Regions from separate parts of the Mus musculus genome. Here regions 2 and 3 are each linked to region 1. The links are chromatin contacts, called in public Hi-C and HiChIP or PLAC-seq maps. All regions are on one chromosome and are shown on one strand. The core of a region is the stretch at or near the end of the contact, and the rest is flanking DNA. Distances in the headings are between cores, read along the strand shown.

Region 1 (3,634 bases), core at 422-2,921:
TGATTAATAAGTCACCATGAGGAAAATAGGCTGGCAAGATGGTTCAGTCAGTACAGACAGTTGTTGCTGTACCTGGGGACATCATTTGATCCCTGAACCTACATGTAGAAGAAAGAAGTGACTCCAGCAGGGTGTCCTGACCTCCAGGCATGTATGTGGTACAGGAACTCCCATACATATGTACACACAAAATAAATGAATACATCTTAACGAATATTAAAATAAAATCTATGATAAATGACTATTTTCTACTTATGTTTATTTATGTATCATGCAAGGATAGGATATCATTAAAATTGATACTATATATAATCAGGCAGTGTCCATATTCTGAAAACTGATATTAATAAAATGAACTACAGTGAGGAAGTACTTTTCAAGTATTTGTAAGGAAGTACCTGTTTATTTGGTGGCTTTTTTGTTCTAGATAGCAGTAAACAGTTAAGCAAATCAATTCCTTGTGGAAAATGACTTTGAGTGGATTTTAGTTCTGGGTGTCTGGATATTCAGCTGTGTTATTAGGTGATATTTTGTCTGTTGATGAACAGCATGGGGCTGGGAGGACTGGATGACTTATGCTTGGTGGAAAGCCAGAGTTGTTTTCTTCCCTTGTTATGACTTGAAGAAGCTGTCTGTAGGAGTATAAAAGATATTTTGGGTCCTCTGTAGAACTCAGCTTTTACCTGCTTACGCATCTGCTTACATGGACTCATTTTATTAAACTAATTTAATAACTAAAAGTGCCATAAATAAATAAATAAATAAATAAATAGATAGATAAATAAATAAAGCAAGCAAGCAGCTGGCTTTTCTTTCCTTCCCTCCCTTTCTCTCTCTCTCTCTCCCTCTCTCTCTTTCTGTTCAGACTCCAGATCAGGTCGATGGTTTTTGATTATTTAGTTTAGCTGAAAACAGTCCATTAAAAGTGAATAAATAACATGAGGAGTTATAAAAATGTTAAGATGCAGATGTTAAATGCCTAAGAGTTCATAAATCAAGCCAAGATCTAAGATTCTATGTAAGTTTGTATATAAAAGAAATGAACATTCTACTAGAGGAAATAAAAAGGCAATATTGATTCACTTATTTATGAGTACATCAGTTTCTAAAAGTGTTAGAATGCCTTCTTTCTCTGTAATGTCCTTTCACATTTAAAGATTTTTTTTTTAATTTTAGTTTATGTGTGTCTCACCCATCTCTCCAGCCCCTCCCCTTACAGTTTAAAAGAAACTTCCAGTATTGTACCTATTAATTTACTTACATGTAATTACAGAGCAGCCATCAAAATTGACATAGGCTACTTGAACTTAGTAATGCAGACCAGGATAACCTTGATGATGATAGCTTTTTTCTCTCTCTCTTTCCTTGACTTGGAGTTTACTTGATCACTGCACCCATGTGATTCTAACAAAATTGATTCTGGGTACATTTTACTCAATCTGTTGGTGTTTATACTTGAAGTAACATACCATATTCAGTGCTGCCCTCTTTAGTTACATAGTTTGACTCTGTTTTTTATTGGACAGCACTGCTGTAGGACAGTGAAAATTAAATCGATTTATATTGCATTTAGGCGGAAAGGGTATTTAAACATTCAAAGATTCCACAGTCTTGCAGTTTCTATTTTCTGATTAGTGTAGTCTCTTAAGAGGAAGTTTGCAAACTGCCTTCTGTGGATGAAATGTTAGGATTATGTAACCATGTAAATACCACTAAAGAGTTCTGAATTCTGACTGAATTCTCATTTGGCTGTTTAAGTCACCTTGTAGGGCCCACACACCAAAGTCACTATGGAAGGTAAAGAAGTTTTAGCTACTTTTAATGTCTCCTTTATCTGTTTTTGTTACTCTTACCTTCACCTATTTAGGTATTTATTGAATACTTGGAGGTACCTCCAAGACTTTCATATGTTGACCGTGTTTAGAACACCCAGTCGGTGGATTTTAATACTCAGTGTGAGTTTACTCTTAACTTTTCCTCCTTGTTATTTGATGAGTCTGGGTCCCTGCCACTGACTCCATGTCTTTCCTGTATCCCCAATTTGATTGCATTACCCTTAAGGCTGGCCTCTTACAGCTTACTCCACCTACCTGCATTAAGTGCCAAGATGTTATGTGGACTCTCAGCATGCATATAGCTAAATATTGCCCCTACATGAATTTGGTAAAGTAAGTGCTTTTCATCTTTGTTAAATGAAGTCATGTGCACAGAACCTTGGAGGGGTTCACAGTAACTTCAGAAGGTCTAGAAGTTCAGCGTAGCAAGTTTTGCTGACTCTGCAAAAGCCACCCTCCAACGTTGAAAGTAAAAGGACTTCCCTTCTTAGGATGAGCCCCAAATTTCCTTGAATGGTGATCTGTTACTAAATGCTCTTGCTACTGCCCCATAGAGCCAGGAAGCATAGTAAAGTTGGATACTACTTTATCCTACGTATATATAAACCCACAATTGCCATTAAAGTCTGCTAACATAGATAATACAAGTAATGATGGCTGAGCAAAAAAAAAAATTTTTTTTTAACTAACAACACAGAAATGAGAATAGACTTGTACCTTCTTCCTAGCTGGCAAAAAGGAATTTCTCAGATAGATTAAGTTAGGAAGATGGAGCAGTGCCTACTTTTGCTTTAAGTATTATTATTATAATCACACTAGCCATTAACCATTAAATGTTCATTATCCGAGTCTTGGATTTACACCCTACTTGATGGAAACATTTACAAAATAATTTCCTCTCCTGCCTGTGTCTTCCTAGCTCCTCTCTCAGGAGGTGTCTTTACAGTTTTTTCACAACCCACAGGAGAACATCAGCCTTTCTTTAGGCACGACCTTGCTTGAGTTGCCTATTTAGTTTCCACAGAACAGCTACTGAGTCTCATGAGATATGCCCAACCTCTTTGGAAGGAGCACATGTTGGTTGTTCTAAAAAGGACTGTGGGAACGTCTGCAATATCAGCTTTTGTTGGAGCAAGTTAATGAAACATGGGGCATTATAAGTAGTAAAGTATCAGTTCTTTCAAGTTGGTAGAGGATACGTGCATTATGTAGGAAGTAGTAGGTTTGGACACCATGGAAGAAAGAGAGCAACTAGATTTGCTGAGTCAAAGAATGTTCATATTTTAAATTTTGATGGATATTTATAGACTACCTTAAAACCTATTTACTAGCTTATATTTCCATATTTTCTATCTTCTGAGCTAGTAAATGCATTGTTGGCATTTGATAATCTCTAATTTGCATCATTTTTATTATAACTAAGATTCTTTATTGTTTAAGAGGAGTACCTTTGTTTGTTTGTTTGCATGTATTATTTGTGGCAAAGAGAATAGATAATGTATTCAACACGTCTCCCGCCAAAGGCTCTTAACCCTAAACTCTGGAACTCATAAATATGCTAGCAACCTTGAAAGTTTGACTCCATTGCAATGGAGAGCTTGTCTTGGATTACCTCAGTGGGCCCAGTCTAATCCCATAGGTTTCTAAAAGCAGTGTTTTTCCAACTGTGGAACTATGATCAGAGAGAATAAATTTCAGAAAGATTCATACAAAAGTAACCCAAACCCAAGGGGCTGAGGAATGTTAATGGTGTCTAGGAGCTTTTTCTCTCCTAGCCTCTTGAAAGGAATGCAGCATTG
Region 2 (3,634 bases), core at 584-3,083, 190 kb before region 1:
GAGTAATTTTCCCAACGATAAATCTCCCAAGTTAGCCCCACTCTACCACGATTCTCTGTAAATCTCACACCTGCACATGCCCACTCACTCTCCTCCATGTCCAGCTCTGGCCTAAGTCTGAACATACGTTTATAATGGCTTTAGCTCCAGCACATATTCCATAATGTGGAGGAAATTTCTGGGCTTTTTATAGTCACTTGTTAAGTTTCCATCACTAGGAACGTGTTTTCTGAACTAGAGAAAAATCTATATATTTCCATACTTTATGTGTGTGCATACATGTGTGTAGTATACATAAATATATACTATATACATATAAGATGTGTATATATTGTATGTATAAATATGTATTAAAATGCACATATAAAATATGTACGTATATATACATTTTTTTTCTCATAGCTCCAAGGTTATCTTTCCATGAAATCTCCAGAACTACCCATAAAGTCTCTCCTCCAACCTTCTCAGGATCACTTTACCTACGGGTACTAATCCTGGCAAGTTAGCCCGAGGTTAGTAAACCACTATAGGTTCTGTGTACTGCATCATCCAGTCTCAGAAACTCCTTAAATAAATATAGCCTCTGGGGTACTGGAATGAAGCAAAACAAGTAGAGGCAACTAGAATTTGGGAGAGAAGCCAGATACCAGTAGAGTGCTGAGAGGTAATCCTGTTCTCCCAAAGAGAAGAGGAGGACCTAGGTGTAGGACTGAACACTAGCGCTGTGGCTTAGACACGCCTTGTTTCCCAGTGGTCCAGGCGCTGGGAACTTTCACCCCAAGCCGTGTAAGGGGAGGAACTTACATGAGGTGGAGCTTATTACATCACAGGAGCATCCGCCTCAGGAGTGGATTACCTGTGTCGGGCCTGCCGGGAATGGATTAGAGAGTTCTACCTTGCAAGCAGATTGTAATAAAAAGAGCAAGATCTCCTAGTCTAGTTTATCCTGTAGCTCATTGTCTTAGTCAGGGTTTCTATTCCTGCACCAACATCATGACCAAGAAGCAAGTTGGGGAGGAAAGGGTTTATTCAGCTTACACTTCCATACTGCTGTTCATCACCAAAGGAAGTCAGGACTGGAACTAAGCAGGTCAGGAAGCAGGAGCTGATTCAAAGGCCATGGAGGGATGTTACTGGCTTGCTTCCCCTGGCTTGCTTATTTTCCTTTCTTATAGAACCCAAGACTACCAGCCCAGGGATGGCACCACCCACAAGGGGCCCTCCCCGCTTGATCACCCACTGAGAAAATACCCCACAGCTGGATCTCATGGAGGCACTTCCCAAGTGAATCTCCTTTCTCTGTGATAACTCCAGCCTGTGTCAAGTTGATGCACAAAACCAGCCAGTACACTCATTTTTTGACCTCTGTCTGTCCCTCACACTCCTTTCTGCCATGATGTCATTGCGATGCTATGACCTAACCACGAAGTCCCTGACCAAGGTCTACTAGACAATCTTGGACTTTCAATTCCCCAAACTGATGAGACACATCTTCTCCTTGGTTGTTTTGTCACAGCAACATGGAGAGAGTAGGGAAGAGGGGAACTACTTGGACAGAGGACTGTAGTTTTGGAAACCCAGATCTCTTCCTCGGGAAACTCACAAAAGTACACAGATTTGATTCTTGTCCTCCAGAAGCTATGGAGCTATTGAAGTTGCTTGCCTAGGAATTTTATCTTTTAAAATCCACCATATATAGATTTTTTTCTGTCATTAAGACATGCAGCCACTTTATTAAGCCCCAAGGGACTTTGGTCTACTGTGCCTGTGTCTCTGTGGAATGCATAGTCCATTCTCAGGAACTCTTTAAATAAGTGCAGAGCTATTTCTTGATTTCACTTGCTTATCTTCTTTTTTTAACCCACACATTGAAAAGATGACCCAGAAAAAATGTACAGAGCCAGTTCGTACTCGAATACTAAGCAAGGGGTGAGGGTTACTGAGTTTTCCAAAAGCTAAGGAAAACAACCGAGCAATGAAGGATGAAGATGTAATCCAATGACTTGGGCATTTTAAGAGATGAATGCAAGAAAGAAAGAAAGAAAGAAAGAAAGAGAGAGAGAGAGAGAAAGAAAGAGAGAGAGAGAAAGAAAGAAAGAAAGAAAGAAAGAAAGAAAGAAAGAAAGAAAGAGAGAAAGAAAGAGGGGGGGAGGGAGGGAAGGCGGGAGGGAAGGAAGGAAGGAAGGAAGGAAGGAAGGAAGGAAGGAAGGAAGGAAAGAAGGAAGGAAGGAAGGAAGGAAGAAGTGGAAAGAAGGAAGGAAAGAAAGATGGAAGTGAAAGGAAGGAAAGAAGGAAACTAAAATAGAAGAGACAAAAGTGCTGGGCTGTATCTTGTAATCCCAACACTTGGGAGATGGAAGTGGTAGTGTCAGGAGTTTAAGAAGTGGTAGTGTCAGGAGTTTAAGGGTTTGAGGCCATCCTGGACTTTGAAGTGAGATCATGTCTTTGGAATTTAATTAATTAATGTGATAAAGGAGATTATAAGTCAGACTCAAAAGGACACGCATGGTATGTATTCACTGATAAGTGGATATTAGCCAAAAAGTACAGAATAGTCAGGATACGTCCCACAGACCCTAAGAAGTTAAACAAGATGAAAGGCCCAAGAGAGAATGCTTAAATCCCACTTGGAAGGAGGAACAAAATAGTTATGGGAGGCAGAGGGAGGGACCTGGGGGCGGGGGAGACAAGGGAATAGGGGAGATCAGGTATGGGGAAAGATAGGAGAGAGGCCCCAGAGGGCCATGAGAATGAATGGAAATACGCAGATGTCAGGGGTGGGAGATAGGGAGAACCTTTAGAAATTCTCAGAGGTTGAGGGAGAGGGGGGCTCTCAGAACTCAGTGTGGTTGACCTTAGCCTAACCTGAAGAGACCACCTCCAGTAGTCAGACAGGACCCCAAGTGGAGAGATGGAGACACCAACCCTCCTACAAAACTTTTGACCCAAAGCTGTTGCTGTCTAAAAGAAATGCAGAGACAAAAATGGAGCAGAAACTGAAGGAATGACCAACCAATGACTGGCCCAACTCAGAATCCATCCTATGGACAGGCACCAATTCCAAACACTATTACTGATGATATGCTGTGTTTGCAGACAGGAGCTAGCATGACTGTCCTCTGAGGGGCTTTACCCAGCAACTGACTGAGACAGAGGCAGATACTCACACACACCCAGTAGACTGAAGTTGGGAACCACTATGGAACAATTAGGGGAAGGATTAAAGAGCTGAAGGGAATGACAACCCCATAGGAAGACCAACAGCATCAACTAACCCAGACCCCTGGGAGCTCCCAGAGACTAAGCCACCAACCAAAGAGCAAACATGACTGGTCCAAACCCCTCCCCCAACCCCATATGTAGCAGAGGTCTTGTCTGGCCTCAGTGGGAGAGGATGCACCTATTACTGTAGAAACTTGAAGCCCCAGGGTAGGAGGATATGGGGAGGGGGGCACTCTCTCAGAGTCAAAGGGAAGAGGGGGTGGGGGAAGAAGTCTGCAAGAGGACAGGGAGTGGGGGCAGCATTTGGGCTGTAAACAAATAAAATAATTAATTAATATTTTTAAAAGTGTCTCTGTTTGTAATAAAGTAATGGGAGCCAGGGCCCCACCCCCATGCCTGATTTCAGTGTACT
Region 3 (3,634 bases), core at 622-3,121, 170 kb before region 1:
TGTGTGTGTGTGGTGTGTGCAGAAAAAAAAAAAATCATATATTCCAAGCCCCAAAGAAAAAATATCCTAATAGAAGTATAAGCCAAGCCCCAGGTAACAATCACCATGGAGACACTGGAGTAGCACATGAGCCGCAATGATGCTTACCACGCACAACCATGACTCTGACTGACCATCCTGTTTCCATGGCATGCTTAAAGAGTGAATGATGGACGGGGTACACTCCTCACTGACGTAAAACATGATTCATGTTAGCCAGAACCAACCAACCCCAAACTTGGAAAGAATGAGTCCCCCACCTGAGTGCCTGCTCTCCTCTGGGTCATTTCAGGAAACATTTGAGGCATGTTTGTGCTCTCAAAAATGTTCCCGAACCTTCCCTTCAAACTTCTCAACGTCTTCCTTGCCCAGGAACCACCTTGTGCTCACTACTTCTACTTCTCGTTTGGAATTATACAAAACAAACAAAACAGAGGATCGGACTTCATTCGCTCCTTCATTGAATGTATTTGCCTAGCATAAGTATTGTTAAGGACCTGCTCTGAACACAGAACCTTTCCCATACTTCTAAACAAAACAAAACAAACAAACAACCCCCCCCCCCCCAAAGAGATCATGATGCTCAAGGCAGCACACGCCTGAACTCCAGCACTTGGGAGGTAGAGGCAGGCCGATCCGGAATATACCACCATTCTTGGCCACAGAGGGAAATTCAAGAACCAAGTCTCAGAAACACAACAAACAAAGCAAAGCTACAACAAAAGAATCCTGTTCTCTAGGAAGCACCTGCTGGGGAAGAGACAGACTTAACTCCTAGAGGAAAGAAAGCACTATAAAATCAACTAGAGAACTCAATGAAATCTTTTTATATGGGTGTTACTGGGCCTTCAGTTCACACACTTGCCCCATGGGTATATATATAAGGTGCCCACCTCCAATTTAGAAGGAATTCCATCCTTCTTCACGGAATCAGTTCCTGAGCCTTAAGATTTTCCCCGGTAACAAATGAGAACCGCTGTACCCAGAGCGGCTTTGTGAGTTGCCCAGTCACCCACTTTTCTCCAGGGGGGAAGGAAGAAACTCAAGAGTCTCAAAATAGCCCGGTCCTAGTCCTTCAACAAGTGCAGGTTACATCACTTTACAGGGCTGGTTGTGACATCACTTCTAGACCTGAACGCGGCCCACCCCACCACTGAGAAAATGGAAAATGCTGAGCCGCAGCCTCAGGACTTTTTCATCTAGAGGCAATTTCTGTCTGCCTAAACCTGACTGCAGGGCAGGTGGGTGCAGAGCCCAGCAAAGAAGCCTTTGAAAGCAGGAACCCAGGCTCTGCAGGTCAGCTTGGAGCAAGTCCAAACTGGGTTCTAGCCCGCACACACCCCCGCCCCCTGGTGACAAGCAATCTGTTTATGGGGACACTTTTGTGAGGTTACAGAATCTCTGCAAGAGAGGGAGCGGGTTCTGGCCTGGTTTCTAGGTAACCCGCCACACCAAGGTGCACAAACACGATCGGACAGAGAAGAGGGGTAAAAAGAGAAGCTGGACGGCCAGGGCCCCCTCCCGGGCCGCCGTGAAACGCGCTTTAATTGCTTCAAAGAGCCCTTCTCAATGGGGTTTCAGAGGCGCGGGAGCGGGTCCCCAGCGAGGGCTCCTTTCCGGCTGGCCAGCATTCCTGGGCGCTGCGAGGGGAGAGCCCGCGGCTCATTTCCATGCCTGTCGCATACTGCCTCCGTTGTGCCGGGCCGGGCCGCGAGGGGAGCGCGGCTGGCAGCGAACAAAGCCCCATTCATCCCCGGGGACGGCTTCCTCCCGGACCAGCCGCGGCCGCAGATGGGCTGGCTCGGGCACGCCATCCATCTCCAGGCCGGGGAGCGCGGCCCCGCCCGCGCACAGAGCGGTGATGCAGGGCGCCCCCGGGCTGCCGGACCCAGGCCTCCACGGAGGGGGAGAGGCTGTGCGGGGACAGGCGAACACTGAGGCTTTTCAGTCGGGAAATCCCGTGTCCTCGCCGGCTCCTTGAGAGCGAGGATGTCAGTTTCCACCGCCCTCTTCCCCACTCCGGCCCCCCGGGATGGTACGGTCCGTCTTCCCTGGTTGTGAAGGGACTTTGTTTCTCCTCTGTGGCCTCTGCAGTCCCCACGAAAGGGTCACTTCCTGACTTTTGTGTCTCTTCAATTCAGTGCCTTCAAAGTTCCTCCCCTCTGGTTGTGACTAAGTACATAATTGCGAGGCTTATCCATAAGGTTTTCCAGAATTCAAACATCCCTCCAGGTTAGTCTGGGACTGTAGCTTTGCAATAAACATCTTTTGTGTGTGTGTGTGTGTGTGTGTGTGTGTGTGTGGTTTTTTTTTTTTTTTTTTTTTGTCTTGTTTTGTTTCCTTTCCCTCTCCCCTGCTGGCCTGCGGGGAAACGCACTTGTTCCACAACTGTTTGCAGACTCCATGCGCTTTTCCTTTGGTCCCACGTGTTAGACCCCCCCACCAAAGAAAGCTACAGAACTCTAACGTCAAACAGAAGTGAGGCTAGGTCACTTTTCCTTCACTCTGAGGAAGCCCCTCCAGGCTGAGTTTCACAGCCCAAGACAGAAACAGGCTCCAGACACATTCCTCCCGGGCGGATGCAACAGGGCATGGCAGGATCAAACAGCCACCAGACACTGGAGAGACTGGCTCCAATCTATCCATCTTCCAGATAAGAAACGATAAGATCTGAGAGGGGAAAGGATTTGTTCACCTCAGGCGGAAGCTGGTTCATCTCAGTAAAAGACAAAAACAAAACAAAACAAAACTCAAAAAACACAACAATTAAAAAAAAAAACCTTCAAGAAAAATTATTATTCACCAAGTCAATTTGCTTTTCTGCTTATACTAAAAGAGAGCTCTCCTCCAGTGCAAGGGAATTGCTCCTATGTTTCTTTTACTTCCTGCATTTTGAACACCACTGGCCTCTCTCCAAAACAGACCTCTTTCCTCTCGAGGGGAATGAAAACCTTCAAAATGTTCACAAGCAGATAGAGTGACTCTGCACTCGTTATTTCTGAAGGTATGGGGGTGGGGAGAGAAAATTCCAAGTGCTTTACACAGGGCCTCCCTAATTCCTCACAGTAGGCTCTGAACTGGATTCTATAGCTTCCTCCCTTTCACTGAAAAAAAAGGAAACAAAGCTGAGAGAGACTGAGATTAACATTTTCACATTTTCAGGGTCACACATAGGTTAAATGGCCAAAACTGACTCTGAGCTCTTCCAGGCAGAGACGTTGTTTACACAGCCACAGGGCAACAAACCCGGGTACCGGGAGGCTCTGGGCGGATACCAGGTTGCCGGTGAGAGAACACCTCATCCTACCCAGAGGGGTGAGCTGACAGAGGACTTGATTTACCCGGGAATGCTTCTTCCGGAATGCAAAGTGCTAAATTAATTACCACTCCCTAGGCTGCCTTAGCATTTTCTCTTCCAAGGAATGCTCTGGAAATAATAGTTCCTTGGTTTTCTGTCAGGGAAACCTTGAGTTCAAAGTTCAGGCCTACCATTTCCAAGATGGGAGAGGTTTGAAAAGTTATTTGACTCCTCATCTATTAATCAGAGGAAATAAAAGCCATTTTTGTTCTTGTGAGGATTTAAATGAGCCAGCCC

The links. A called contact is a pair of places that touch in the nucleus more often than the background predicts. HiChIP or PLAC-seq counts read pairs in DNA pulled down with a chosen protein or histone mark.
Region 2: a contact with region 1 is called in a Hi-C map of bone marrow-derived macrophages, with 29 read pairs. The contact joins two enhancer-like sites. A contact is called at or near these places in 6 of 39 promoter capture datasets (the C10 cell line, the HPC-7 cell line, cranial neural crest and 3 more), 2 of 484 Hi-C or Micro-C datasets (bone marrow-derived macrophages and nephron progenitors) and 1 of 115 datasets of contacts at active chromatin or transcription factors (embryonic stem cells).
Region 3: an H3K4me3 HiChIP or PLAC-seq map of bone marrow-derived macrophages shows a contact between it and region 1, with 4 times the contacts expected there. The contact joins two enhancer-like sites. A contact is called at or near these places in 6 of 39 promoter capture datasets (the C10 cell line, the HPC-7 cell line, cranial neural crest and 3 more), 1 of 484 Hi-C or Micro-C datasets (bone marrow-derived macrophages) and 14 of 115 datasets of contacts at active chromatin or transcription factors (the 230-238 cell line, the HPC-7 cell line, bone marrow-derived macrophages and 11 more).

What each region holds. Positions count from the first base shown.
Region 1 is chr2:117,144,545-117,148,178 of GRCm38.p6, forward strand. All of the region lies in intron 1 of Spred1 (sprouty protein with EVH-1 domain 1, related sequence), which reads left to right. Among named protein-coding and RNA genes, the nearest start is that of Spred1, 25 kb to the left of the region's middle. Within about 2 kb of position 1,672, at least 8 of the 459 cell types and tissues checked have an H3K27ac peak or open chromatin away from gene starts, as enhancers often do. A contact at or near this core is called in bone marrow-derived macrophages, where this site is marked.
Region 2 is chr2:116,953,683-116,957,316 of GRCm38.p6, forward strand. No RefSeq gene overlaps it. Among named protein-coding and RNA genes, the nearest start is that of Gm46758, 39 kb to the left of the region's middle. Within about 2 kb of position 1,834, at least 12 of the 459 cell types and tissues checked have an H3K27ac peak or open chromatin away from gene starts, as enhancers often do. A contact at or near this core is called in bone marrow-derived macrophages, where this site is marked.
Region 3 is chr2:116,974,025-116,977,658 of GRCm38.p6, forward strand. No RefSeq gene overlaps it. Among named protein-coding and RNA genes, the nearest start is that of Gm46758, 59 kb to the left of the region's middle. Within about 2 kb of position 1,872, at least 300 of the 459 cell types and tissues checked have an H3K27ac peak or open chromatin away from gene starts, as enhancers often do. A contact at or near this core is called in bone marrow-derived macrophages, where this site is marked.